7 separate regions of the Mus musculus genome follow, and all the other regions are linked to region 1. Evidence: chromatin contacts called from public ChIA-PET, Hi-C, HiChIP or PLAC-seq and promoter capture Hi-C data. All regions are on one chromosome and are shown on one strand. The core of a region is the stretch at or near the end of the contact, and the rest is flanking DNA. Distances in the headings are between cores, read along the strand shown. Region 1 holds the start of Endov (endonuclease V). Region 2 holds the start of Mrpl12 (mitochondrial ribosomal protein L12). Region 3 holds the start of Arl16 (ADP-ribosylation factor-like 16). Region 4 holds the start of Nploc4 (NPL4 homolog, ubiquitin recognition factor). Region 5 holds the start of Faap100 (Fanconi anemia core complex associated protein 100). Region 6 has its middle 42 kb from the start of Mir6935. Region 7 holds the start of 2810410L24Rik (RIKEN cDNA 2810410L24 gene).

Region 1 (3,913 bases), core at 770-3,269:
CCTGCACACTTACTGCATTTGTACACTCACCATGCTCACCACACTCACCCACACACTCCCGCGTCGGGACATTTATACCGTTGTTCCCTCTGCCCGCCACATTCCCACTCTTTCTTCTTTGTCCTGTGCATGGATGATGATGAATTCTAATCATTTCCATCCCCATTGCCTCACTCATCCCCTTCCTCCCTACTGAAACCACTCATCCCAACAAGGGTCCTCCTACTTCCTTGTGTCTTGTGTGTGTGGCAACAGTGGCCACACCACTGAAGAAAGTGACAATCTACCCCACAGTAAGCATTAAGTGCCAAAGTCCTTTAGGGAGCTGTGGGACAACTTTCAGGTCTCCCAAGCCTCACACAGGCCATTCCCACCTCCAGTTCAAAGTCCTCTTCCCATGTTTGTTTATGATTTTTCCCTCACAACAGCACAGTACAGTTCTACATACTCTCCCATTTTCTTGTTCTGGACTCAATGCCAGCATTTCCCAGAACTCAGAAGGAAGAGATCCCTAAGGAACTACTGGTCTAAGAAATAAAATATGAACCATCCGTTTCTAATACCAGAGAAGGTACCTTAGATACACTTAAGTTTACCAGATCATAAAAAAGCAAGAGGTCGCAAACCCCAGTCCTTCCTGCTGGTACCTGCTGGCCTTGGCTCTTTTGTCTTAAGGTAAAGACAAACAAAAGGCTACAATCTAGAGCTGGAGAGCTGGTTCAGCAATTGCCAAATATGTGCTGCTGTTTCAGAGGGCCCAAATTCAATGCCTAGCACCCATGTCAAGAGGACCACAGGCTCCTGTAACTTGAGCTCCAGGGGAATCTAACTCTTCTGGTCTCCGTGGGCACCTGCATTCGTTACCAGACTTACAAGAATGAAAATAAATCTCTAAGAAAAAAAAAAAACACTACAGTCTGCTGAGCTCATGTCATTGAGAGGGAGATACACATTAGGTAAGGCTCTGGGTACTAAACGGACAGGATGGGTATTTGGGGTAAGAGACCTATACTAGAAACAGAAAGACTGGTCCTCATTAAGTACTCACCCAGCAGGAAATGAATGAGGCAGACTAATGCAATCAAGAATATAAAAACTACAGTTCTGCACCAAATCGTTGAGCATAGCCAACTTTGCGTTTTGTTTTGGGTTGACACCCTGTAGTGCCTAATCTTGTTTGTGGACTTGGCTATATCTGGAATGAACTAAAACCTAAGAGTCCAGATACCTGCCCTCTATCTAGGACACACCTTCTGGTGGCAGCCTGTATAAAAAGACATGAAAGAAGGAAGCTTTTGTTTTTTGCCTGCTTATGGCAAGCTCTAAATCCCCTTTATGTATTTTCTATCGGTTCTCTTCCTCTAGAAGAACCCTAACTAACACACACACACACCCTGGTCTGGAGGATCCTTTGTTTTTGTTTTTTCGAAATGGGATTTCTCCGTGTAGTCCTGGTTGTCTTAGAACTCAATTACTGTAAACCAGGCTGGCCTCGTATTCAGGGATCCTCTTTACTCAAATGCTGGAATTAATGGAGTGCGCCCACGCCCAGGACCCTCGACTTCACTGGTTTTTGAGTTCTTATTCCGGACTAATTTCTCACAATCGGTACAACTGAAAAAATCTATGCTGCAAAGGTGTCTCAAGTTTGCACAGAGGTTTTCTGCTCCGCAAGCGCGTGCTCATACGCAATGTGTCGATGTGCGGACCCGAACCTGGCAGTAATTGGAACCGCGTTACCCCAGGGCTCAGGGCTCCGTGTGTGCGAGGGATGCAACTGCTGGCCAATCTTTTCAGAGCGGGGCCGAAGCTGCTGGAGGGCTGGAGGCGCCAGGTAAGGCGCAGAGCTGGGCTTGCATTTCCCAAACCTGTGCGCCAACCCACCTACGGGACGGGACGCCGGCATCTGAGAGAGTCGCGCGGGAAGAAGTCAGCGCTCGGCGCCCAGCACTGCTGTGACAGCGGCCCCTGGTGGCGGCAACCTCAGCTGAAGCGGAGGGACGCTAAACGAGCGAGGCTAACAGCTCGGCGCCGGCGCTCCGGAAGTGACGTCCTCAAAGCCTCGAGGCGCTAGCCATGGCTCACACGGCCGCTGAGCGGCCGCCAGAGGAAACCCTGTCGCTGTGGAAAGGGTAATGGGGTCGGGGTCGTGCATTAGCCAAGGGGGTGGCCTTCTCCAGTGACCTCCGACCTCACAGCCCCTGTGGCGGCTGGGAAACTGACCCTCGGTGCTGCGGCACAGGCCTGCTCCGGGCCGCCGGCTGCCGGAAGTTGCAGCCAGCCTTTGTGGGCGTGGTCCTCGTTTCCGGTACCGGGGATTCCCATCGCCGAGAGCTTTTCCTTCTCAGTGTGGCTTGATGGACAAAAAGGAGAGAGGGTGGGCTGGGAGGGGGGACGCCCCGAGCGTCGCGCTCTTCCCATGGGCCCTGAGCCCGTTTGATGTTCGTGTCCTATTAGGGAACAAGCCCGGCTGAAAGCGCGCGTGGTGGATCGGGACACGGAGGCCTGGCAGCGGGACCCCAGCTTCTCGGGCCTGCAGAAGGTCGGGGGCGTGGATGTGTCCTTCGTGAAAGGGGACAGTGTCCGGGCCTGCGCTTCCCTGGTAGTGCTGAGCTACCCCGAGCTCAAGGTAACCCGGGTGGGATGTTGCGCCCGGTGCAGTTCGATCGTAGGCAGAGAGCCAGGGTCCAGTTTTATAAAATTTACTTTTTTTTTTTAATACTTGCACCCCGTAGTGTATATATATATATTTGATGCTAGGAAGCCGACTCAGGCCCTCGAATGTGTTAGGCAAGGGACTGATACACTTCCACCCCGTTTGTAGAGTGTAATGAATAGATTGGAATGCCTTTGAAGAAAAGTTTTCAAAAGCAAAAAGCAGAGGAAATATGGGCACCAGGATGCTTGTGATGTACATAAACTCCCACGGGTCTACATATATGTACACAAATGGTGAATTAAAAGTAGTTTTTAAAGGATCGACAGACAATTCCAGGTCTGGTTGTTGTGTTTCTGATCAGATGGAAGGGACTCGGAAGCCCAGGGACCTTAAAATTCTGAGGGGAAAGGTGTCCCAATGGAAAGGCATCGTGAGACACAAGGACCCGGGAACCACACAGCTCTGAGAGGAAGCCTCAGCCCCGCTCTCTCCACTTCTCTTCTCTTCTCTTCTCTTCCTTGCTTCTTTTCTGACAGGAGAGTTACACCAAGCAGGAAATTTTATGAAAGAGATTTATTGGAGGGAAGACTCCAGGAGGAGGAGGAGGGACTAATCTAGGAATGGCTGCCCTCTGCTCTCGGGGGGGGGGGGGGGGGGGGGGGGGCAGACAGCAGGAAACTGGACAAAGGGGCAGTGCTTTTATAGGATTTCTGAGGGGACAGAGCTTCTCAGGGCAGAGATTTCCAGAATGAGGATTTGTGGGATCTCAAGTCCTGAGCTTGGGGTGGGCTCAGGGATCATTGGATTTTTCACCTCCTTTCCCTGTATTAGGGCCATGACTTAGAGTAGGAAGTCCTTCCTGGTGGCAGCCAGCTTTTGCTGAGGTGCCATCTCTGAGGCTGCTGGGGAGGCTGGAGAGAGGTGCTGCCTCTGTGAACAACTCCGGTAGTGGTGCTTCATCAAGGCTGTAGGCTGGGGCATTGAAAGAAGGTCTCACCACTGTGGACAGCTCCTCAGGACAGAAGTAGGCTGAGGCAGGAAAGGTGCTGCCACCATGGACAGCTCCTGTGATGGCCTTGGGCTGAGGAGATGTCATAGTGCCTCTATTTTGATAGGCGCTGCCATTTTGGACATTTTACTGCTGCCGCTGTAGCCTGGGTCGGGAAGGAAGGGCCTTCCGCAGCCTTGATGGCTTTTGTGGCGCACTTCTCAGGAACTGCAGTTGTCATCCTGGTTGCTCACCTCAGTGGCACA
Region 2 (3,913 bases), core at 492-2,991, 990 kb after region 1:
GGCTATCCCAGGCAGGCCCTCTCCTCCTTGCTCTCGCTTCTGCTTTCTTCCAGCCAGGAGGGTCTGTTTGTGTCTGGTCACAGATAACTCAGTGTCGGGCTCCATCTTACTTCCCACAGAATCTCATGACCGCCCTTCCCGGGCAGGATGCGTCTCTGCCAGCCCAGCAGCCCTACATCCCAGGGCAGCAGCCCCTGTACCAGCAGGTGAGCCGTCTCCCAGCGGCCTGCCCTTGGACTTCTGAGCTTCCTTTGATCCCTTGCACTGGGTGCATCAGGGGCTTTGCTCAGCAGACAGAATCATGACATGCCATTAAGTGCACGTATGTACACATGCGTCCATATTGCACAGGAGACAAGTTTACAAGAGATCACACGTGCCATTGCCATATTGGTAACAACCTGATCTACTATGTGCTAAGGTGAAGCTTGTTCTAAGCCGAAGGTTTTGTTTGTGAAGGGGGGTGATGAGCCTATCTGCTCTTTCTCTCCAGATGGCCCCCAGCACCGGCCCTCCCCAGCAGCAACCCCCTGTGGCCCAGCCAGCGCCTACACAGGGACCGCCAGCACAGGGCAGTGAGGCCCAGCTCATCTCCTTTGACTGACCTTGAGTCTGGCGCTCACCATGCAGAGTAACACTACAGTTCACCAGAAACCACTTATATGTCTAACTAGCCATTCCTCCCCTATTACTGCCCTGTAGTGTCCCTTCTGTGAGCAAGGGGTGGGCCTTCCCCCTTGGCCCTCTTCCCTGTCCTCGGTGGTCTGGCTCCTATCACTGGTTCCCTGCTTCAGTCCTGATGCCGTCTGACCTCCCCGGGACTGGGGCTCTGCAGGGCAAGTAGAACCTTCTCTGGAGAGTGCCCGGCTGTGTTGGGTGCCACAGGTGAATGCTGTGGGGATGCTTAGCCTGGCCCGGAGTCTGATGTGAACTAACTGTGTGGTGTCCAGGCCTGGCCCTGGTACCCAGAAGAACCATGTGGCTCCTGCACAGCAAGGGTAGAAGCTTTAGGTATCTCTGTCTCCCCTTCTCCTTGGATGTCATCTCTCAGTGCAGAGCAGTGAAAATAAAATGTATTTCAAAACTCTCATGATTGATTGTTCGGGCAGCAGGCTGGGTTGGACCAACAATTTAATAGTCTGCATCTGTTGTGGAGTGTGCTGGGTACTGGCTGAGAAACCGTGGACTTGCCAACAGTCTCCTTCCTGGTGGGGATTCTGCAGACTCATCTGGTGCAGGATACATCACCAGGCGGGTGAGGAAGGGTGCAAACGCGGGCTTTTGCAGCCCAACTGCCCTCAGGATTACCCACTGCTTAAGGTTTTAGCTCTCAATAGCTCACCCTGAAATATACGGTTCAACCTGACTTCTGTGAGGTCTCAAGTTTTGCTCTTTCCCTCCCCGCTAAGCGCCCGCCTTAGTGTGCACTCAAAGGAGGCGGTTCCGCCTAGTGAGCTCTTGGGAGGACTCCAGGCCCTTCCTTCTCCTAGGTTTAGAGTACTGGGCTCCTGAGGTTGCTAACCTCTTGGACCACTGAGTTGAATTCAAGGGGCTATGAGTTCCGTAGGTAAAGGGGTGGGGGCGCCTACTTATTCCCCTGGCGAGACAAAGGCGTGCGGAACACGACTGATGGAGAAAGCGCCAACCCAGTATTGTCTCCGCGCCTGCGCGTCGCACCGCCTAGTGCGTAATACCAGGAGCCAACCCGGGCTAGAGCGGCCCGGACAGCTCGCCTCCTCCCGGATAGAGCGTCGCTTCCGCTTAGAGCCGCGTGTGACCTTCCCGCTTGCGGAGCTATGCTGCCGGTGGCGGCTAGCCGCTGCCTGTGGGGGCCACGGCTTGGACTCCGGGGGGCAGCGCTTCGCCTTGCCAGGTAAAGCGGTGGTCTAGAGCGCCATTGCCGGGGCGGCGGGCAGGAAGTAGGTTCAGAGGGAAGGGGTGACGGGCGCATCGCCACCTTCCGCGGCCCAGCCTGCGGGGCGTGGAGAGGGCGGCTCGGCCTGGGCGACCTTGGGTGCAGGTACCTTTCGTCCCCAGCTTCCCGCCGCTGAGACCCATCGCCGTGGTCGGCAGCATAGCCCGAGCCCCGTGCTTTGGAAGGCTTGGTGCAGCACTGTGCACCCGCCAGGCTGATGTATTCCATTCAACCAGAAGCCTGCCGTTCTGGGCAGTATTGCAGACATAGTCGTGGGCTCCTGAGGCTCTATGGGAAATGTAGGAAAGCTTTTTCGGGTCCCTTAACCCCAGCTTGTGGAGCCTGGCCTCAGCGGTGGCAGACTGAGCACATGGATCTTGTACCCTTGAGTCTCCCGTTTTTTCTGATCTAACGGCTGTTTGCCTGGGGTAGGCAACAGATGCCCAGCGTCTGTGCAGCGCGGCAGTTGAGAAGCAGCAGCCACCGAAGGAGTGAAGCACTCGCCGGCGCACCTCTGGATAATGCTCCCAAAGAATACCCCCCCAAGATCCAGCAGCTGGTCCAAGACATTGCCAGCCTTACGCTCCTGGAGATCTCAGACCTCAACGAACTCCTGAAGGTATTAGGAGAGATCGGCACAGGCCAGGACTAAAGTCCCTGCCTTCTAGTTGTATTTTTACCAAACAAAGGTCAGAGGTCCCTGTCTCTTCTGGGGTGTTTTGGGAGTTTGGTAAATTATCAAATGTACTTTCCTAGGTGGTAGGGCCAAATAGGCTTGTACCTCCATTTGTACCTCCATTTAGGGTTTGATAAGCAGCCACTGAGACCTCTCCTTCATCCTACAGAAAACATTGAAGATCCAGGATGTCGGCCTTATGCCAATGGGTGGCATGGTGCCTGGTCCCGTCTCTGCTGCAGCACCGGCCTCTGAGGTGAGCCTAGGCCACAGGAAGACCCAGTTCTGTGTGCCCAGTTAACTGCCCGACTCAATAACTTAGGTATTTCCCTGTTCCTCCTTGAGTCTGTAGCTGTAATCCCTGTGTTCTGCTGTGGGCTCCCTGCAATAGCTTTGGGAAATTTTCTGCCGAAGGCATTCGAGATCTTTACTAGTGCGTGCATGTGTGTGGGTGTGCATGAGCAGGGGGTGGTCAAAGGTCAGCTTTTGGGGGTTCTCCCCTTCCGCATGGGTTCTGGGGATCAGGACCTCGATTCTGTAAGCTAGCTTTCCTTCTGCCCTCTGAGCTACACTGGTGGGAAAAATGATCTGAAGAGAGGAAACGGTACGCCAAACAGTGCAGCAGTCTTGAGTATTATTAAAAGTAGGGAGGGCACAGAGATGTTGTGGGAGAGTGCCTGCCTCAAGTGCACTGCACCAATTTGGACAGGTAGGGAAGAGACTTGGAATTTCGAGGAAGGCCTCTACAACATGACAATGTTGAATCAAACTTGAAGGTGTTGAGGAAGAGAAAGCAAGGTGTTTCTCAAAGAGTTCTGGCTGACAGAGGGTTTCCAAGTGATTTTTTTTTTTAAAGATTTATTTATTTATTATATGTAAGTACACTGTAGCTGTCTTCAGACATTTCCAGAAGAGGGAGTCAGATCTCATTAAGGATGGTTGTAAGCCACCATGTGGTTGCTGGGATTTGAACTCACGACCTTCGGAAGAGCAGTCGGTGCTTTTAACCGCTGAGCCATCTCTCCAGCCCTCCAAGGGATATTTAAATTTTGAGTGGGAGAAGCCAGGCAGTGGTGGCACACATCCTAACATTTGGGAGGCAGAGACAGACAGATTTCTGAGTTCGGGGTCAGCCTGGTCTATAGAGTGAGTTCCAGGACAGCCAAGGCTGTACCAAGAAACCCTGACTTGAAAAACCAGGGGGAAGAAATCTGAAGGGAGGGCCAGGCAAGGTAGCATACACTTTTAATCTCAGCACTTGGGAAGTAAATGCAGGCAGATCTCTGAATTCTCAGCCTTCCAGGGCAACGCAGTGAAACCCT
Region 3 (3,913 bases), core at 518-3,017, 980 kb after region 1:
GAAGCACTTCGTCAAAGTGGTGCTCGCCACAAAGTTGTTCTACCCACAGCTGCACCTCCCCGCTGCAGACCCTATGGTCTTGGCTGTACTCAAGTAGAGCAACCCCTTGGGATACCTTGCCCTTCATCCTGCCCAGCCCTTAGACCCATACATTTTATTGAAGAGTATGAGGACGGAGGCTTTTTCAAGTTCTTCTGCAGAAAGGAGACCCAGGAGCTGCATGCAGGATGCAGAGAGCTGGGTGGGGTTAGAAGCATCCATCATGAACTAGGGAGAAAAGGAAAACATGCTACAGAAGATAGTCCTGACCAGAGCCCTGTCTGGTCATTTCACAAAAGCACACAGACAACTTTTTAAGTGGATTTAAATTTATGATGCAGGAGTTTGAACCTAGGGCTTCAAGTGTAGCTAGGGCAAGCACTCTCCTGAGCTACATATCCAGCCCCAGATTGGCTTTTAAACAACAGGTTTTGGAAATAGCCAAGGGGGAGTTGTACGAGGATGACTGTCACTGGTGTCTTTAAGTAAAATTAAGTCTACTGTGGCCATCAGCTCTTCATCCCAGAATTTGATGCCCCTTCCTTCTACAGATAGGACCAACAAGAGGGATGTAAAGTGTTGGTCGTATTCAGGTATCAAGGCATAGAACATGCTGTGCCTTCAACAAGCCTCCTAGAATCTGAGCCCTGCTCAGGAAATCAGACCAATGCACAGTCATCAAAGACCCCCAAACCCGATCCCATGAAAAGCAGGGCCAATACTTGATGGTTCAGGGAGTCAGACAAAACTGACCTCCAAAGAAGCTTGAAGTATTAACTCACCAAGAGCGAATGGCAGTTTCCATAGTAACTGGACCAGATGGGGCTCATGCATCCCCCGAGCTCTCGGATGGTGATCTTCCTGTGGGCCACAATGTCTGTAAGGTTGGTGCCCACCTATGGAAAAAACCACGATGCACTGAGACCAGCGCAAGCGGTGTGCTGTGGTGAGCTTCTGGATGGCAGCACCGCCATGAGGGAGCTAAGCATCCACAGCCAGTGACAACTGCTCAAGCCCTCTGCTCTCGCCACCAAGAAATGCAGCTCTCTGGGGGCTCCAGGCCAACGTCAACCATAGAGATGGGCCTTGAGAGTGACGAGGGAATGAATTTCTAGGGATGGGAGAGAAAGGTGCCCACCGGAAGACGGGCTTCGGGTTCTCCACACTCAGAAGTCTAGTGATGGGAGTTCCTCTGCCGCAGACAGTACCCAACCTACTGACCACAGGCACCGCGGCTTCCATTAGAAGAGGTCTGAGGACCTTTGCAAGCCTCAAAGGGCATGCATGACCTGAGAGAGGCCGACACCTACCGTGGGCCGCGTCGGTGGGGGCTCTCCCAGGTCGCCTTTGCCATCTCCGGAGCTCAGCTGTCCCGGCGGTCAAGGGCCATGGCGTGGCAGAGGGAGGAGTTCCCGTGATGAGCGACCCCGGTGTGCTCCCTCCCCACCCTGCCTGGGACTCCCTGCCTGCCCACTCGGCGCGGAAGGATATTCTGAAGGCGTTTCACCAGCAGGGTCTTCCCGACCCCAGCAGCTCCAAGCAGGAGACACATCCCTTCCTCGGATAACGCGCTTGTACCTCCGAGCTACCACGCAATGAGGCCCGCCTCCGCTTAGCTTTCATTGGATAGACCGCTCGTCCAGGCTGCTCATTGGTTAGTCCCAATGGACTGAGCGGTCCAATGGACGCTCAGAGTCAGTGTGTAAGCGCAAGTCTCGCCATGGAGCAGGACTCGGGGCGGCGCGGAGGCGTTGCGCGTGCGCGAGCAGAAAAAGAAAGGCGGAAGCGGAAGTTGGGGGGCGCGTCAGCTCCGAAAGAGGGAGCGACTGCAGCGTCGGTCCGGAGTGGGGTCGCCATGGGGCGAGGCAGCGGCACCTTCGAGCGTCTCCTAGGTAACGCGTCCGCCCGTCAGCTCCAAGTCAGCTCCCTCGCGCGCACCGGCCAGATGCTGCCTCCGTAGGTCTCAGGAGAGCGGGCCGGCCACCTAGACCGGCCGTCGGCCTCCGGGGAGCACTGCACGGTTCCCGGGCCTCGGGTGTGGCCGCCCGGGCTGTACACTGAGTCCTGGGGTTCCAGTGACGAATGCTCTTTGGGGGTCCGTGACGGACCTCTCTTCCTCCGGGTCCGACGGTCCTGAACCGATTGGGCCAAAGTCCTGAGTCATGAAGTCATGACTCAGATCTTAGCTTCATGCGGGTCTCAGACCCCGATACCTTTTCGCAGGGTGGAACCGATACTGCCTTCCTTAAACCTTTCGAGCCCCTTGGGGAATGCTTCCTAGGACCTCAGCCTCTTGCGCTCTGGTAGTGCCTGGGGGTTTGAGAAGACATGTATTTCTCATTTTTGAAGGTGCTTGTTGATATCACTATCTGAGGTTCCTGGACAGTGTAAATTTTAGGAGGGAAAAATGAGTTTGACATGCATGCACCATTCCCTCAATAAATGTGTTCAGGAGCAGGCCCCATCCTAGGCTGCTCACTTGCTCCTTTTTGAGCTAAGGTTTTCAAAGGGGAATCTTAGATGATGAGATGTTTACCTTAGTCTCATATCCTGGGAGGTTCAGCACGTCAGGTATGAATCCACTAACTTGTTGAATGAGTAACAAGGGTGGTGTATCTTGGGATAGCTCACTTTCGTAAGGGAGGGGTGATCCGAGTGTGAAGAGGTGTTGGCTGGGGGTACCACTTGACATGGAGAAATCATCCCTCATCTTCTAGAGCTTGCTAAGGGACCCATTACATTACCCAGCTAAGAGGTAAAGGACAAAACTTCTAAATGATGGGACTCTGTTGAGAAGCAGCAGGGTATGCCATTTTAAAGTGCCCAGCAAGCTGTGACAAAGGGCATTCTCTACCTCCTTTATCTTTAAAGCAGATGCAAGTAGTACCTCTCTCCAGAGGGTCTGTGGGAACTGAGTGAAGCCGAGCTTGAGCTGACAGCTGATAGGGACTAAGTATCATTTCCACATTATTTGCTTCTTGCATGGGAGGATGCCATTTCCATGGTTGTCAGTGTACTTCAAGAGGATTTTCAGTTTGGTTTTGGCTGTATAAAATGAGGGATGTTCTTGACTTTTGACGGGCCGGCTCGGAAACATAGCTCAATGGACCCTTTGAATGGGCATCTCTTCCCTTTAGACAAAGCCACCAGCCAGCTTCTGTTGGAGACAGACTGGGAGTCCATTCTACAGATCTGCGACCTGATCCGTCAGGGGGACACACAGTAAGTGAAGAGAACCACCCCTCTTCTAAGATTAAATGGGCAACATGAGTTTTTTGTTTTTTTGTTTTTTTTTAATCCAGATTGTTTTGATATCTTGGGACAATTAAAACAGCACAATTTGGAGATACTTAGACTCACTGATATTTCCTTGAGGAGGTCTGTCAGGCTAAACTCATGGTTGGCTTATATTTCAGTTGGTAGAGTATTTGCCTAGCATGTATTAAACCTTGAGTGTCATGCTCAACACACTATAACCCAGGTGTGACAGCACTGTCATACCCCAGGTGTGACAGCACTCTCTGTGATCCCAGCACTTAGGAAGTGAAGACAGAAGGATAGGAAGTCCAAGGCTTGAGTCTAGCCTGGGGTACGAAAACCCCTGTCTCAGTACTTAAAGAAATATGGAGGAGGGCTTTCCTAACCATACTGAGGGCTTTCCCATCCTTTTCTCTCTCTGCTGTTACTAATTCCTACCCCCCCGCCCCTTTTTTTCCCCCCTCTTCCAGAGCAAAATATGCTGTAAACTCCATCAAGAAGAAGGTTAATGATAAGAACCCACACGTGGCTTTGTATGCTCTGGAGGTAACTAGAGCGCTGTTGCAGTTGTTTCTCTCCTCAGACTCCAAGAATCCTTACCCTTCCGGTGTCAGGT
Region 4 (3,913 bases), core at 626-3,125, 950 kb after region 1:
TGAAGACCCCCTTTGAATTCAAAACAAACACGCCTGGAGAGGTGGCTCAGCAGGTACACACACTCACTCTCTGCTCCCGCAGAGCATCTCAGTTCAGTCCCCAGGATCCACAATTGCCTGCCTATAACTTAAGCCCTAGGGGATCCAACACCTTTAGCTTCTAGCAACAACTGCCCTCATGTGTTCACACCCACATATACACATAATTCTTTCCAAATGAGGCTAGTGAGCTGGCTTATGCACAAAGAGCACTGCTTGCTCTTCCAGGGGAACTGGTTCAATTCCCAGCACCCACACAGTCTCTCCCAGCCTGTTCCTGAGGATCCAAAGCCTACTCTGCCCTCCTTAACAACCAGTTGTGGTACACATAGATGAAGGTAAAGCGCCCATACACATAAAATAAATACATAGGTCTTAAAAGCAAAACTCCTAAAATCAACTTCTGAAGAGTATATTAATTCCTTACAACCTGAGAAAGTCGATTTAAGACCCACTGATGCCCAAGTCAGCCTTTGGAACACCTGAACACACTGCTTAACCTCAGTAAAGAGCATTTAAATAAATAGAAATTTAAAAAGCGGATTGACCTACTGATACCTCACCTATTTCTAGGCAAGTCATCTGTGATGGTAAATTTAAGTTTTAAAACTAAGTCAGCCTTTCTTTCTCAGGTTTCTCTGCATCGTCTGCATCCAGGATAGAAAATACAGAGAACAGAAGACCCCTAAATGGAGCTGTGAGGAAAGAGAAGCTGCCCTCAGAGAAAAGCCTTAACTCTTAGCCTGCCATAAATGTCTGCAGTGAGATAAGTGAGGTGGGAGGATGTCAAGGTCAAGGATGGCCTGGGACAAAGTAGTAAGACTGTCTCAAAACACAAACAAAACTCAAGAGCTATACTTCCCTGGAAATCCAGAGAGATGTGATGTTCTCGAATGCAGGAAACCACTGAAGAGCTGTTTCAGGCCTAAGGCAACCACCATGATTCCGATCCCATGGAAATCCCCAATATTCCTCCATGTTGGCCCTAGTTATTCTGTCAGAACGGGTCTGTTACTCCTATCACTTCCCAACCCCTGCCACATATGCTCTGGAGAGAAACTCCCACAGGTTAACAAACGGCTGGTTTTCCTCTCCTTTTACTGACTTATTTCATGGGGCTGGGGGTGACAGTCTCTACTGTCAGGCTAAAAGTGAAATCGGCCTTCTTTATGACACTCCTTTTAAACAGGTGGTCGTCAAGTCGCCTGTGTCAAAGAGGAGCCAATCCCGCCTGTTTTGGGTTGGCCCCCATGGCCGCGTCCTCTGTGGGAAAAGGGTTCCCCTAATGATGCCCTTTTCTTCTCCGGTCGACTCTTCCGGAGTGAAATCGTGACGAGGCACTGTCGGGATGGAGGAGGAGAGAAGGACGTACCGGGCTTCGGGGCCTGGGAGGAGGCCGAGGTCCCTCAGAGCAACCTGCAGCAGCGGGGAAGAAGAAGGCCGCTCCGTTCCGACCGCTCGGCCTCCTTCCCGCCAGCCTTTCCGGGCTCGGCCAGGGCAGGTACCTCCTCAAACCCGGGGCGAGCGAGGAGGAGCCACCGGCTCCGAGCACCGTCCGGCGCTGGCCCGCCCAGGACACCCGCAAATCTGCTGCCTCATCCCAGCGCCCCGCTCCCTCCCGGCCGCCGCACTCACGATGCTCTCGGCCATGGCGGCCGCTCCAGTCTCCGGGCTCGGGCCCCGGGCTCCCGCCGCCTGTCTCCCCAAGGGCCTCGCAGCCCCGGCCTCGGCCTCAGCCCCGGCCCCGGCCTCCCGCCGCCGCCGCCACCGCCGCTCCAGCTTCGCCGCCCGGCTCCGCCAGTGCCGATGTCCGGTGCTTCGCTCAACACACTCCGCCAGGCGGAGAGAGAGGCGAAACAAGGTTCCGGCCCCGCCAACGGCCGCGCGCATGCGCCAAGTGGTGCCGCGCGTCCCTCGTCCGTGCCCCCTCGCCCCCCACCCCCTTCCCCTAGGCTGGGCCCAGGACCCTGGGTTCAGAAGACTGTGACAGGAGAGCCATATTCCTGAAAGTTCGAGCAATGAAAAAAAGCTGCAAGAAAAGGCGAGCGTCGAGATCTCGCTCAAATATAACCGTTACGGAAGTTTTGTACTGTCTTCACAATTTTCCAGCAATGAGCTGGAGTTTCTCCCTTTGTACTGAACTTTGTAACTGCATATGATTTGAAGTAGAAGACTTTTGAAATTTCTTAAGAGGCTAAACGCCTCCGAATTTTTATTTGATTTTTTTGTTGGTTTTTTTTTTTTTTTTTTTTTTTGGCTTCTGTTTTTTTTTTTTTTTTTAAGACAGGGTCTCACTAAATACAACCTTGGCTGTAGACCAGGTTGGCTTGGAACTCACAGTGCTGGGCCTGCCTCAGTGCTGGGATTGAAAGGCAGGCCCCCTTTCCTGCCTCCGATGGTTCGATTTATGAGTGTACTAAACTCCGATTATGTTTTAGACTGTTTTATTTATTTGTTGTTTTAGATATAATATATTTTACTGTGTACATTATATATTGTATATAATGTATATTTATACAATATGTTTTATTGAAAGAACTTGTTAAGACATAGTGTTGGCTGTCCTGGATCTAGCTCTGTAAACCAGGCTGGCCTTGAACTAACAGAGATCCACCTACCTCTGCCTCCCCAGTGCTGGGATTAAGGTTCTGTACCACCACCACCCAACTAAACTTTTTTTTAAAGTTTTTAATATATTTTATATGTATAAATGTTTTGCCTGCATGGATTTGGCTGCACCACAAGTGCCTGATACCTGAGAACATCAGAAGAGGGAGTGGATCCCTTGGAACTAGAGTTTCAGATGATTGAGACCCACCATGTGGGTACTGGAAACCAAAACCAAATCCTCTGGTACAGCACCAAGCACCACTCCAGCCCTGACCTTGAACTTTCGATCTACCTGACTCTGCCTCCTCTTGCTGGGGTTACAGGAGTGTGTCATCACACCCAATTCTGTGGACACTGCGGTAAAACCCAGGCTTCTTAGGAAAGCTCTCTACAAAGTTGTGCACATCCAAGGCCCATTTCTATCCTCGTCTCATGTAGTCCAAGCTGGTTTCAAGTCTGAAATCTTCCTATCTGCTTCCTGGGTGATGGGATTATAGGTGTACACCCCCACACCCGGCTCCCCTCTTAAGTCCATCGAACCATCACTGTCAATGTCAGTGCTGATAACACACAGTTCTGTAACCTCTGTTATTTAATTTGGGCTTATTCATTCCATCAACAAAATTTACTGCATGCTAACTTTGTGTGTGTGTGTGTGTGTGTGTGTGTGTGAGAGAGAGAGAGAGAGAGAGAGAGAGACACGGCCTTTACATTTGGGGGTAGAGGAGGACATAGGCTCCCACCTTGGACCAGTTACCCCACAGGAAGATCAGCTTGCAAGTGTGTAACATGAAGTGGATGTTAACGATGAATTTACGACCAGAGTAAGGACAGAAGTGGAGGGTGAGATAGACGTTAAAATAAGATGACCAGGAGAAGCCGGGCATGGTGGCACACATGCCTTTAATCCCAGCACTCAGGAGGCAGAGGCAGGCAGATTTCTGAGTTCGAGGCCAGCCTGGTCTACAAAGTGAGTTCCAGGACAGCCAGGGCTACACAGAGAAACCCTGTCTCAAAAAGAAAAACACACACACACACACACACACACACACACAAAGATGATCAGGAGCTGGAGAGATGGCTCAACTGTTGAGAACATTGACTTCTCTTCCAGAGGTCCTGGGTTCCACTCTCAGCATCACCAAGGTGGCTCACAACCTGCTGTAACTCCAGTTCCAGGGGATCCAATGGCCCCTTCTGGCATGAAGACTAAACACATACACATACACACACACACATATACACACACATATACACACACATA
Region 5 (3,913 bases), core at 465-2,964, 890 kb after region 1:
TCATGCTGGCCAGGCAGCAGCTCTCCTGCTGCTTCCTCCTCGTGTGGCTCTGCCCTCAAAGCCCCAATGAAGATCACAGGCTCCTCTAGGTGGTGGAGGATCTTGACCAGGACCTTTGGGTCACCAGGGGCTAACCCAGAAGTAACCAAGGCCTTCAGGACCACACAACAAAGCTGGCCATCAGGGAGACCGCAGAGGATCACAGGGGACTGCAGGAGGGTGGCATCGACTCCAAAGAGTAGACCAAAGAGAGCCTCCTCCAGCGTGAAGCACCCACAGCCCTGGGGGTGACCATGAGGTGCCCTGGAGTCTGGTGGGAACACGCAGCACAGCACGGGCAGGAAGCGGGGGGCTGCAGGCTTCTCTGGCACCCCACCTGGTGGGGTGCAAGTGGACAACTCCACCTCACCAATCTGGCCTCTGGGCAGAGGCTCCTCCCCTGCACAGGGACGCTCAAACAGCTGCATCTTCCACTGGGTGGGGCCCTGTGCCAGGGTGACCAGCATATCATCCAGCACGGTGAAGGCACAGAGGGCAGCGTCAGGGAGGACACACGCATCCGGGTCCACATGGATCACAGGGTAGGGGGGAGCCGCTTCCTCTTTGTCCTCACAGGCCTGGCTCCCAGACCTTCAGGAACAATGGAAGCATAGTCAGTATTGGGTGGGGTAGACTCACACCGTGCTCAGCAGTAACCTGACTTGCTCTGAGTAGGCTAGGCAGGAGACATCACAGGCCATTCAGCAGGTAGGTCTCTCTCTCTCTCTCTCTCTCTCTCTCTCACACACACACACACACACACACACACACACACGCTTGACACAGGATCAGCCAGAAACATAGCTCTGCAGATCGAGGCAGCTTGGGAACTATTCCCAAGGCTGCCTGGGCTGTGCACGGTGAGTTCTTCCAGCACAAGCCAAGGGACACGAGCTTTTGCCACTCACTGCTTGCCAGAGACACCGTCTTCTGAGACCCACTTCCAAGAGGTCTTGCCAGGCACCGGAGGGCAGTGATAGCGGTGCTCCTGGTTGCAGACTTCACTACCTGAGCCTCAACAGCTAAGAACTTCACAAAAGCAGACACAACTGCCACGCCTGCATATGCACAGGTACTAGAGAGCGGGAATGGGCGGCCTAGACCGCAGTCCTCTGCTTCCTACCCCAGTGTGTTGTCAGTGGCCGTCAAAGGGACTACTACTGGGACAAACCTCTCACAACTAGGAGGACATGAAAGCCGGCCTCCCTGGGGACCCGACTTGTCACTGGCCGGCCGCGTGGGGCCACGCCCCCTCACCTGTCCAGCGAGTCCAACGACAGGCAGTAGATGCCAGTCCGGGCACACAGGACGTAGAGTGCCCTGCGGATGGCCAGGAGCTGCAGGTGCCATACCTGGTCGGGAAACTGGTACACCGCCTGGGCGCCAGGAGAGCGAGGTCAGGCGAGGGCACACGCGGCCCCGGCTCACCTCGGAACGGCGCCGCCCGCCCGCCCTCCCGCCCTCCGCTCACCGTCAGCAGCCCGCCCTCCTGGTCATACACATAGACGAACTCGCGTCCGGTGGACAGAAAGACCTCAGCCTCATGCCGCAGCACAAACGGCTTCCCCGCCGCTCGGCCTCCGAGCGGGCAGCAGAAGTCCGACAGGTAGTGCACGCGCGAGGAAGCGCCCGCCATCCTGCGGGCGCCGGGCCAGAGCTCAGCCCGGAGGGGCGGTGCCGCCTCCAGGCTTTACGGCCGCCCACGGCGCGGCGCGGCCTCCGCCGTAAAGCGGCCGCTGCGGAGGCGTGGCCGGAGCCTGCTGCAGGGGCGGGGACAGTTGCTCTACGGTCCGCTAGAGGGCGGGAACGCCCCCAAACACCGTGGCTTAGCAAAGAGCCACAACGGGAGGCACAAAGCCAGAGGGTAGCCAAATAATGCAGTCCTGCAAGTTCACTGGGGCCCGCGTCAGGGCCCTTGCCTCGGATCACCTACCTGTTGAGCAGAGGTTGCTCTGGTGCAAGGCTTGTATGCAGCACTTGCCCTGGCACCGTTTTGTGACAGCACTTGAGAGCACCACCCGTATAGCACGGGGTTTCAGGAGTAGGGTGGCACAGCACACCATTCAGTCCCTTGATAGGGAAAAAGGTGCTTCAGGCCAGCCATCCAGAAGAGCCTTTGCTCCACTCATGAACGCGGCAGGATGTGATTCTACAGCAGAGGATGCTGAAAACCCTAATGAGCTGGGTCTAAGGGAAACCACATTTTCTTCAATGACAGCTCTTCTTGGGGCTCCCTGAGGGAGCAGGCGGAGAATCCTACCCTGGAATGAGGCTCCAAGTACAAGATGAAATACTACTCTTCCAGAGCACTCATCAGAAACTAGACACCACTGCCTATGCTTCTGAAGTGGCAGCTACTCGGAGGGCTGAAGGCAGGAATACTTGAGTTCGGAGCCAGCGCAGGCAACCTTGACTCTTAAAAGAACGTTCATCTGAAAATTACAGCGGACAAATCTACAAAGGTGTGTGGGGTCACAACCAGGCACAAAACGTCCTGTGAACTTAGAGAGCATAGTGTAACCCTAGTGTAGATGTCAGAACAACATCCTGGGGCTGGAGAGACGGCTCAGCCGTAAGAGCACACGCTGTACTTGCAGAAGACCCAAGTTTGATTCCCAGCATCCACATAGGGAAGCTCACAACCCCCAACAGCTCCAGGGGCTCCTACATCTTTTACTAAGGTATTTATGTGTACAAAAGCATACGATTAAATAAATAAAAGCTGTGTGGTGGTATACACCTTTAATCCCAGCACTCAGGAGGCAGAGGCAGGTGGATCTGAGTTCAAGGCCAGGCTGGTCTACAAAGCTAGTTCTACAACAGCAACGCTTATGAAAACAAAACAAAACAAAAAACAAAAAGCTCTGTCTGGAACTGGACACCCCCCAGCCCCAAATATTTATTTCTTAGGCTTTATAGTTGTAGCCTGTCTGTGCTTCCAGAGTACTGGGAATAAAGGCACAGACCACTATGCCCAGCTGTAAATTAAGTGAAAACAAAAAAACAAAAACCAACTTTAACCCAAGGGTGAAGCCTGGACCTATTTTATCATTTCTGAGTGGTCTCTGAAACAGATCTGAGCCCAAGCCCCAGGCTGCTCTGAAGACACCTTGAGTGGAAACAAGTGGGAGATGAATTCTTTGCAGCATCGGAGTCACCTCCAGGGTTGGAAGCATCGTCAGTTTATCTTCTGCACACCAGGTTCTAACACTCAGGACTGTCCTTACAAGGCAACACATCCATGCCACACCGGTGGACTGTGGTTCTGGGCACAGGAACAATGCACTGGGAGCAGGACAATCGCTTCAGGTGCTTTTATTAGGTTCCACTGCAGGGCTGGGGTCAGAAAAATACTCATCCACACCCAGCCAGTGCATACCTGTGAGCCCAAGCAGAGCAGAAGCGGGAGCACCCATGCCCCAGGAGCAGGCTGATCAGAGCAAGGCCAGGGCTAGACCCATCTCTGAGCCTGAAGAGGACCATGGCAGCCACTGGGTTCACTTGGGTGGGTGTGCTCACAAGCACCTCTTTTTGGGCTGTAGTGCCTGATGACAGTAGGGATTAGAGGTGGGACCAGGGCCACCTCCATGTAGAAGGAGGTAGCTGAGCTGCCCGGGTCTGAACCTTCTGTAGGGCTCACCCCAAGGTGGTAGCTTTAGCTTGACTCTCTTTGGACAATAAAATAAAGTGCATTACTGAACAAAGAGTAACTCAAAACCATAAGCAGAGAAACCACAAAAATTTCTTTAGCTATAAGTCAGAGAAAACAAGAATTATGTGGATGCCAGAACATGAGAACGTAATTAACTTTGTAGACAAAGATGAATGGGGGACAAGCAGTGGCAAACAGGTCTCCAGCGTCTGTGCTGCCCAG
Region 6 (3,913 bases), core at 558-3,057, 810 kb after region 1:
CTGCGTAGAGGTAGGCAGGAGGCCGAGGACTCCGGGGCCAGACCTGTGAACTATATAGGACAGCAACTTCAGACAATGCAGGATAGAAGAGCAAGGGAGCTATCCTTACTGGAAATCCTCCACAGTATCCACACAGAAGACTCGGCCCACACACCCACGGCCCGCGTCTCCTTGACTGTGACCAGAGCCTGTACTGACAGTGTATATGCGTGCACTGAGCCTGCAATTGTCAATTGCAAGACACTGGACTGCACACAGCACATCCTCCTTGCAGCCTCCCAGATAATCCTATCATTACCACCTTATGACGGAGGAGGGGTGTTGCCAGTGTCCCCCGCCTTCCTCTTGTCAGAGGCCCGCTGCACACGACCACACCCGCCATGGGCCACATTCTCCGGACACCTGGTATCACCTCCCTGCTCTGCGCCTTTCTCTGTGCCTTGCCCCCCACCCAAGTCCTAGCGGCCTTTAAACGCCGCATCAAGCTCCACACCTCTCCTTGGCTCCCATTTTTTTGTGAGGAGCCTTTCTAGACCTCTTGTGGTTCCCGCACATCTTCATCTGGACCACAAACTTTTCCATGCCTGGTCTGTGCCCGTTTTTTCCCCAGGGCGGGGCCCCAGGACACCAGTAAGCAGGACCCAAGTCCCTGAGACAGAGTTTAGGTCCCTACTATTGCCCTGAGACCACTCTGTGCCTTGCAGGCTGTCTTCTGTGGGAACAAAGGTTCTGCCCAGTCCCATCCAATCCATCCCAAGGCTGCACAGGTGGACGGCCTCAGGGCCTCACCTATGTTACATATGCCTACTGCTCACAAACGAAACCCAATGTTTCCTAAGACTCTATTCACACTTGAGTACAAGCGCAGGACACACTCCTGTTGCTGGGCCTCAGCACCCTGACACACCACCACAGCTATCCCCACCATTACCCCATCTCCCTACCCATAGCAGAAAATGGCTGCAGGCAGTGTTGGCCTGGGTTCCTTTGCTCCAGCTTGGGCCTCCATTCGGCCAGTGGGAAGCGCTGGCAAGCTGGTGCTGCACCACCCAGCACCTCCCTGTCAGGTCACTGAGTCCCCTTTCCAAGGTCACAGCTCCTAAACGGGCCTCTTTCTCCACTGCAACTGCCCTCCCTGTCTAGGGTGGAGGCAGCTCCCCTTGGTTGCCGGCTTGGGTACTAGACATCTCCTCCTTTAAGTCATGTATTTTCCATTTATTCAACTCTCCTCAAATGTCCCGTCTGAGGGTGCCATAAAAATGTAAGACCGTGTCAATTGCCCGTATCAAAAAACATTCTAGTATGTTCCACATGGAGTAGTTTGGAGGGGAGACTAATGGAAACGGCCTGGGGAGGACTAGCCCCCAAGCTTGCACAGAGGCCACCTCTCTTTGTGTCCCCAGGGCATGAGAGGAGGTGTCAAAACCGGACTCCATCCAAGAATGAACTGATGCCTCTGCCACTAAACAGCAGGACCGTGTCTTCCTTTCCTCCACCCCACCAGCTTCAGCCTCCGAGCCAAACCCAGGTGGCGCTCTTCTGCATCCCCCAACACCTCCCATGAGAGCGGGGGTCAACCCCGTGTTTGCCCTACCACCTCCCATCCGGGAGGCTCTGCACTCCCAAGGCGCCGAAGGAGCCTGACGACGCCCCCATGGGGACCGGAGGCTACGAGGTCCACTGGCGACCGCAGGGGATCCCCCAGGGCTGCACGGGTCGCCGTCAGGTCCCCGAGGCGCGCCAAGCGAGGCCCAGCTCCGTGCCCCGCCCTTCTCTAGCGAGGAACATCACCCCACGTGGGGTTGCGGGGGGGGGGGCTCTCAGCCTTGGAGTGTGATTGGTCGCTGTGCAGCCAATTAGAGAGCCTCTGCTGCTCAGGCCAAGCCGATTGGCTAAGAGAGGGCGGGTGGGACGGGAGTGGGGCGCCCTTTTGTTCTTTGCGCCCGCGCCGCGCGCCCGCTCCGGCCCCGCCACCTGCGCGCCCACTCCGGCCCTGCGCGCCTCCCGGAACCCCCCGCTTGTTCGCACACGCGAACTAGGAGCAGCCGCCTGCAACGCAGCCCTCTTAGGGTCTGACCTTGGACGAGCTCTTTCATTCTCCGTTCCCGGGTTTCTTACCCTCGTTTTCTCCTTGTCTCCTAGGAATTGTGGCGAAGAACAGAACCAACCTGGCAGCAAGCTTGGAATGTTTCTAAAAACCTAACATTCAGTGATAGAAGAGGGGCTCTGGATCTTTCTTAAGAGTGAGGCCACGTGGGAAACTGCTTAGCGAGAGAGAATCTTTACCAACCTGATCCTGTTTGCAGAATGAGCTCCGTTCCTATCCAAGACTCACACGGGCTCCGTGGGAATGGGACAGAACTTCTGCCCTGACTGCCCATCTGTGCTAACTCTTCCTAAACCTTCAGTCAGTCAGTGGTAGTAGTGGACTCTGTCTGGAGTGGAAAATGGTGCCTCAGAAGCCCAGAGCCAGCAAAACTCCAGAGAGAGAGCTTTCTAGGCTGAACTGGGGGAGTCAGGGAGTCAGGCAGGTCTGACCTCTGGTCCCAACACCCTCCATCTAGAAACTGCTTCAGCCCTTTACACAGCAAAGCTGTGGCTGCGGAGAGGCCACAGTGCTGCGGGTTGTGGACACAGGCACCCAGTGTCCACACAGCCTGTGGGGTGCGGGGTCAGTCAGGGAACCCTCAGTATCCCCATAACATGAGTGGACTTAGTGAAGCTCTTGCTCAAGCCTAGGTTGGTGAAGGAGAGAGAGTATGGGGTGTGGAAGTGCATTTCCAACGTCCCCTCCTAGAACCGGGCGTCTACAAGACCCTATCAGAATTTAGAGTGCCTTCCTAGCAAGTGATACAGTGAACTGCACCTCCCAACAGCCTGACACTAGTGGGTTCTGGAAGGTCTCTCAGCCCCAGGCCTCTAGCAGGTGTCTGTCCTAAGGACGGGGTATTTGAGGCTACATCTGTGGGCTCTTCTTCCCCTGGGTGGCTGGGAATGGTGAATGTCTGGCGGGGCAGGTGGGGAGGACAATCCCCACCCCATGAAGTTTTAAGCACATTCCTCTCCTGCTGTTTTGAGCCCAGAGAACCTCTCTGCTGGTCAGAGAGTGAACGTTGCTGGACTGTTTGGTGTGGGAATGGTGCTGCTCCTGTGCCCTCAGGCACCTGGGCATCTTAGCTTCCGGCATTTGGAGCTCTACAGTTCCCAGGTCGCTCCAGCCACCCCCCCCCCCCGCAAGAAACAGGAAGTCTTCATCGGGAGCTGAGACTTCCCAGGTGTACCGGGGTGGTGGGAAGCCCATTGTAGAAGTATCAGGAATCCTGAGTGTGGGTCGCCCACTAGGAGCAGACCTTGCCTGGGAGCCTGACTAAGCTGCTACCATATTCCTCCTGTCCAGGCTGCTCTCAGACAGCCTCAAATGCCTGGTGGGAAAAGGGTGCATTTTATGAGTCAGGAGAGCTAGCTACGGTCACCTGCAGTCACAGCTGGCCACCCAGACACTCTTAGGACCTACCAAACTGCCTGTCCTCTGTAGCAGCACTCTAGGGTGTTTTCAATGTTAATCTGAAGTCAGGCAACCGATACTGGGTTCCCTAAGCCCAGGAGGGGCGAGTACTCAGCAGGATCTGAAGTAAGCAGGAGCCCCAGGCCAGAAGGCTTTGAGAGAGCATTGGCCAACTTGAGATCGGGAGTTGGTCAAGAGTACAGGAAATAACTGGAGATGAGGCTAGCCTGCCTCTGGGAACAGGCCTCTGTAGGTGTCCAGCCCAGTCATGAGCCATATGTGTGGGCTGACTCCCGGCCACTGGACCAAGCGACAGGAAGGACACATCAAAGGGAGGAAAATGCATAGCGTCTGGACGGGCAGAGGAGAGGGTAACAATGGGGGTCACCATCACTGGGAAAGCCAGCT
Region 7 (3,913 bases), core at 1,029-3,528, 700 kb after region 1:
AACGTCCAAAGGCTCGAGCTCCGGTGAGCGTTCCGGGAGGCCTAGGGAGGTTACCCGACAGGAGCTGAGGCCACCGGAGACCCGCAGCAGGGCCTGGGTGGGCGTTGCAGTCCTCCGGTGCTGTTCAGAGCCGGAGCCCAGCGGGGTTTCTAGGGAAAGATCCGCAGAAAGGCCCTAGAGTGGAGGGAGAAGGGGTGGAGGCAGCTCTCCCCTAAATGCAATTAATCGGGGAATTGGGAGACAGGACAGCCCTCAGTAGAGGCGAAAGATGGAGGCAGGGTTCTTTTATCCCCAACCCCGTTCAGAAAAAAGGTTTGTCCAAGCGGGTGAGAGAAGGGCGCAACTTGAATTTTTCATGTTAGCCAGAGAGAAAAAAAAAATCCAAAATGGAAAATGATTTTATTGGTCACTACCCATAAGTCAAGTAAAAACAAGGATAATTAGAGAGTAGGGAATTCAGGGGCCATAAATCCGCGGCGCCTTCTCCACCGGCGTCGGAAGCTTTATGGCTTGTTGAGTTTTATTTTGAGAGAAAGGAAACACAGAGTTTTGGTGGAAGCGGGACTACCCACCAAGCGCCGCCCGGGCAGACGCGCGTAGCGAATTCGCCCCGGACTTTGGAAGGTGGCCACAATTAAGGATCGCTTTGTCCCAGAAAGAGGGACCTTCCCCCCGGCCGGGACCCTTCTCTCCTCGGCGGGATCCGTGCTCAACCAGACTCTGGGTAGGGAAGTCACACTCTTCCTCACCCCAACTACGACGAAGATGGATACTTGGTGTGCGTGGGGCCGGAAGTTTTTAAACGAGATTCCACTCGCAGCTTCCAAACGTCCACCTGGTGCTGCACGCTTGGGGGCCTTTTCTTCTAATTTAAGGGGTGGGAAGGATGGGACAAAAGAAAAACAACCCACCTTACTTTGCAATCTTCCTCAAAGAGACTGGGAGTACTTTTCATTCCATAGGGGTTTCTACCCCACCAGCCAGAGCCCCGTTTCTTCTTCTGAAATGGTCTTCTCACAAAGCCACCCTTAGCCGACACCGTGTAAAATCCCACTATCGGGTAAGCCAGTGGGGACGCTTCTGGCTCAGCTGCAGCTAACTTGGGAGAAAAGAAAGTGAATTCTTCAAGAACTTTAAAATAAAAGCGGCCCTTTCCCGGCAACTCGCGTCTAGCTTCGCCTTTGTTTTAAACACACATATAAAACCCTTGTCCTTCCTCGGAACGGGGGGCGGGGAGAACTGAGGGTCCACATTCAGAAGCGCTTTCCCCTTAAAAAATATTCTCGGAGGAGCTCTTTTGTTTGAAGTGGGTATGGGGGAGGGGACGGGGCCCGCTCCAGTTCAGCTACCAGGCTCTTAACAAACCACCACCAACAAAAAACCACAACTCTGAGGGTATCTCCTAACCCCGCAAATCTGGGGTTCCCGGATCCAGGAGGGATTCGTTCCTAGACACCCGGCGCGCAGCAGAAGCCAAGACCAGGTTTCCCTAAAGTAAACATCCCGGTTCAGAAAACGAGAATTCTAGGTTTCCGGGTTGGGGGATAACTGTATGAACCACTTCGAAACAGAGCCATCTTGCTGTAGTACCCATGGAGTCCTGGATGAATTTCGTGGGCCTCTGAAGAAAGTGACGCGCATTTCCACAGGAACTGGCTCCAAGCCCGTCTTACGGGTGGTGGAGAGCCCAGTAGGGATTCCAGAATACAGCTCAGGAGGCTACCCCGAGTTCGGCTACCGTCCCAGGACCCCTCAGAAAGACACGTTTGGTGCGAAAATCTCCTACACACCAGCTGGGTTTTTATTCCTTCCCTCCCCAGAGTGTGCTCTGGGCGCGCGGGAAACAAGGAAAAAGCACGTACCTGGCGGCGCTCTGAGGGCAGCCTCACCGGCCCTCCGTAGGCAAGGGAGCTCCCAGAAGCTACTCCCTATCCGGCTGGTCGACCCTAGGCCTGTCCCTCCATCCCTCCCTCCCTACCCGGCTGGTCGACCTCCGCCGAGCTAATTCTCCAGGAGGCAGGAGCGGGATACCCGGCCCGCCTTTCTGGAAATGGGATCCGTTTTTTAGCGCCAGGGCCCGCGCCAACGTCCAGGCCACCGTCGGCGCGCAGGGTTTCCCTAGTCCTTTGGATCAGCAGAGAGTGGGGCGGCCTGGACGCTGGGCTGCGGCTCGCGCACCAGCTCCCTGTTCCCGCGCGCCCTTCTGCATCCAGGCTCCGGCGTGTCCACGTTCCCAATCGCGAAAAGGGGACGAACTCTGAGCCCTCCGGGAAGAGAAGGCTGCAGCCGCAGTCCAGGAAAGAGCCCTAGGGCGGGAGGGGTGCAGGGCGGAGGGGCGGGAGAGCTACCAGCGCCCCACGGCCGCGGCCCTCGTGGGGGTGGGGAGGGCGCCCAGCCCCACCCACGTGGAGGCCCCCGCCCCGCCTCCATGAGGGCAGCGTCCCCGCCTGCCCCAGCGCCTCCGCCTAGCCCCGCCCCATCGCCTCCCGCAGCGGCCGCTCCCTTTGTCTGGGCAGCCGGTGCAAACCAATGGCATCGCGTGGGCGGTGCTCAGGTTGGCCAATAGATGATCCAGGAGGTGTGGCCGAAGAGGAGGGTCTATTTCCCCGAGAAGATACGGTAAACTGGTAAGCTTTTCAGGATCTGGGCTCTGAGGCCGAGAGTGTCTGCAGCTTCGAGCTGGCTCCGCCGTGGAATTACAAATTTTGGATTCCTTTCCACTATCTGGAAAGATGCCCCCAAATCCGGAAGGAAGTGTAAGGGAATCATATCTGGACTCTAGGGAGAGGAAGCCCCAGGGGATTTGATTTTAGAATGGCCCCTTGCACCCGGGACACGCAGTGCCTTGAACTTTGAAATTCAGGGTGTGCAACATCCCCAGAAGTCAGGAAGGTTCTCTGAGATCGAGTGGTAATAATGTGATGTTCAGCTTTCAAGGCGTCTCTGAGTTCAGGGGCAGAGGTGCATAGGCCCTCTCAGGAAGGACTACAGGATTGGGGGCCACTGCCCCAGGACCACCTTAGTGGGCAGCGACTCATTTGCTTTCTGAGCGGAGAAATATCGAGTGCTGAAAAATATTCAGGCTAAAGTGGACCACGGCCAGAGAGCTGTTGCTGGCTTGCCCCAGACAGACAGGGAAAGATACATCTCAAGTGTGCCCCAAGCCACGCCAGGGCAGCAAGTGCAGGAGACAAACAAGAGCCAAGCCATACCTACAGGAGCAGGCAGGTGTCTCCTCTTGAGTTCACCGCCTTGTCCTGGTCTCAGACCTGGAGGTGTTTCCCAACCTTTTCTCCCTTTCTGCATCTTGGCTCCAAGTGAAATCCGCAAACCAAGAAGAAAAGGAAAACAACCACCTGATGTAGGGGCTGTAATCTGGTGCCGCCGATGGTAAAATGAGCCCCGGAGGTAAATGAGGTACATTACAACCCTGGATTTGCAGGGCTCCACCTGAGCGCTATCAATCCCAGCATCTCCCAGGAGGTTGTCACAGAAGCTAACATCTAATTCCCTGTTGCTGAAGGCAGTACTCAGCCACCTTTATGGCTCTGTTTTGAAATTCCTCTTTTCAGAAGTCCAGGGATCCTGAGAGGGCCTGTAGCTAACTGAAGGGCAAGTTGCAGCACTCAGGATCTAGGACTTGTCCGGCTATGGTTGCAAACCACAGACGTGGTGATCAAATCGACCTTGAAGTTCAGCTCCCAGGGATTAAGCACCCCAGGGTGGACACAAACTGATTTTTTTTTTTTAGACCAAGAGGGATTGAATCAAGATAGTGGTCAAGATAATTCCTAATAGCCTCTCTTCCCACCCTCAAGCCCTAGAAATGATAGAAAAGTTTTAAAATCCATTACAACTAGAGAACAAGAAGAGTGCCTGGGAGACAAGTCAGGGCACTGCTCCTGCAAGAGGG

Evidence for each region. Promoter capture Hi-C pulls out the DNA fragments that hold promoters and counts their contacts. Hi-C and Micro-C count contacts between places; a contact is called where the count stands out from the background. ChIA-PET counts read pairs in DNA pulled down with a chosen protein or histone mark. HiChIP or PLAC-seq counts read pairs in DNA pulled down with a chosen protein or histone mark. Capture Hi-C pulls out chosen DNA fragments and counts their contacts.
Region 2: a promoter capture Hi-C map of liver shows a contact between it and region 1, with 5 times the contacts expected there. The contact joins the promoter of Mrpl12 here to the promoter of Endov in region 1. A contact is called at or near these places in 2 of 39 promoter capture datasets (liver and pre-B cells), 1 of 484 Hi-C or Micro-C datasets (CD4 T cells) and 1 of 9 other capture datasets (pancreatic islet).
Region 3: a contact with region 1 is called in a promoter capture Hi-C map of liver, with 5 times the contacts expected there. The contact joins the promoter of Arl16 here to the promoter of Endov in region 1. A contact is called at or near these places in 1 of 39 promoter capture datasets (pre-B cells), 1 of 115 datasets of contacts at active chromatin or transcription factors (astrocytes) and 2 of 9 other capture datasets (liver and pancreatic islet).
Region 4: a contact with region 1 is called in a promoter capture Hi-C map of liver, with 5 times the contacts expected there. The contact joins the promoter of Nploc4 here to the promoter of Endov in region 1. A contact is called at or near these places in 2 of 39 promoter capture datasets (both in liver), 1 of 484 Hi-C or Micro-C datasets (embryonic stem cells) and 1 of 9 other capture datasets (liver).
Region 5: a contact with region 1 is called in an RNA polymerase II ChIA-PET map of memory CD8 T cells, with 17 read pairs. The contact joins the promoter of Faap100 here to the promoter of Endov in region 1. A contact is called at or near these places in 2 of 39 promoter capture datasets (liver and pre-B cells), 3 of 115 datasets of contacts at active chromatin or transcription factors (kidney, large pre-B cells and memory CD8 T cells) and 2 of 9 other capture datasets (adipose tissue and liver).
Region 6: a Hi-C map of CD8 T cells shows a contact between it and region 1, with 2.6 times the contacts expected there. The contact joins the enhancer-like site here to the promoter of Endov in region 1. A contact is called at or near these places in 1 of 39 promoter capture datasets (embryonic stem cells), 2 of 15 datasets of contacts at CTCF or cohesin (embryonic stem cells and large pre-B cells), 1 of 484 Hi-C or Micro-C datasets (CD8 T cells), 3 of 115 datasets of contacts at active chromatin or transcription factors (embryonic forebrain, memory CD8 T cells and microglia) and 3 of 9 other capture datasets (adipose tissue, embryonic stem cells and liver).
Region 7: a contact with region 1 is called in an H3K27ac HiChIP or PLAC-seq map of embryonic stem cells, with 4 times the contacts expected there. The contact joins the promoter of 2810410L24Rik here to the promoter of Endov in region 1. A contact is called at or near these places in 2 of 39 promoter capture datasets (the C10 cell line and pre-B cells), 1 of 484 Hi-C or Micro-C datasets (embryonic stem cells), 3 of 115 datasets of contacts at active chromatin or transcription factors (embryonic stem cells, large pre-B cells and memory CD8 T cells) and 1 of 9 other capture datasets (adipose tissue).

The regions. Positions count from the first base shown.
Region 1 is chr11:119,489,328-119,493,240 of GRCm38.p6, forward strand. It overlaps Endov (endonuclease V), which reads left to right and starts at 2,020. Exons shown (of 9, transcript NM_001164636.1): 1 at 2,020-2,132; 2 at 2,458-2,629. The coding sequence starts at 2,077. It overlaps A930037H05Rik (RIKEN cDNA A930037H05 gene), which reads right to left and starts at 1,908. Exons shown (of 4, transcript NR_153849.1): 1 at 1,716-1,908.
Region 2 is chr11:120,482,896-120,486,808 of GRCm38.p6, forward strand. It overlaps Mrpl12 (mitochondrial ribosomal protein L12), which reads left to right and starts at 1,742. Exons shown (of 5, transcript NM_027204.3): 1 at 1,742-1,873; 2 at 2,348-2,534; 3 at 2,761-2,847. The coding sequence starts at 1,797. It overlaps Hgs (HGF-regulated tyrosine kinase substrate), which reads left to right. Exons shown (of 22, transcript NM_008244.3): 21 at 120-206; 22 at 494-1,089. The coding sequence ends at 604.
Region 3 is chr11:120,465,833-120,469,745 of GRCm38.p6, forward strand. It overlaps Arl16 (ADP-ribosylation factor-like 16), which reads right to left and starts at 1,768. Exons shown (of 5, transcript NM_197995.2): 1 at 1,531-1,768; 2 at 1,350-1,408; 3 at 822-935; 4 at 152-267. The coding sequence starts at 1,591. It overlaps Hgs (HGF-regulated tyrosine kinase substrate), which reads left to right and starts at 1,803. Exons shown (of 22, transcript NM_008244.3): 1 at 1,803-1,931; 2 at 3,177-3,261; 3 at 3,768-3,843. The coding sequence starts at 1,895.
Region 4 is chr11:120,435,825-120,439,737 of GRCm38.p6, forward strand. Nploc4 (NPL4 homolog, ubiquitin recognition factor) reads right to left here and starts at 1,876. Exons shown (of 17, transcript NM_001195023.1): 1 at 1,675-1,876. The coding sequence starts at 1,689.
Region 5 is chr11:120,377,032-120,380,944 of GRCm38.p6, forward strand. Faap100 (Fanconi anemia core complex associated protein 100) reads right to left here and starts at 1,715. Exons shown (of 10, transcript NM_027980.2): 1 at 1,511-1,715; 2 at 1,297-1,415; 3 at 1-630. The coding sequence starts at 1,675. It overlaps Nploc4 (NPL4 homolog, ubiquitin recognition factor), which reads right to left. Exons shown (of 17, transcript NM_001195023.1): 17 at 2,767-3,913.
Region 6 is chr11:120,303,449-120,307,361 of GRCm38.p6, forward strand. No RefSeq gene overlaps it. Among named protein-coding and RNA genes, the nearest start is that of Mir6935, 42 kb to the right of the region's middle. Within about 2 kb of position 1,808, at least 315 of the 459 cell types and tissues checked have an H3K27ac peak or open chromatin away from gene starts, as enhancers often do. A contact at or near this core is called in CD8 T cells, embryonic forebrain and liver, where this site is marked.
Region 7 is chr11:120,187,578-120,191,490 of GRCm38.p6, forward strand. It overlaps 2810410L24Rik (RIKEN cDNA 2810410L24 gene), which reads right to left and starts at 2,279. Exons shown (of 3, transcript NR_030682.1): 1 at 1,863-2,279; 2 at 912-1,099; 3 at 1-174. It also overlaps Gm9734.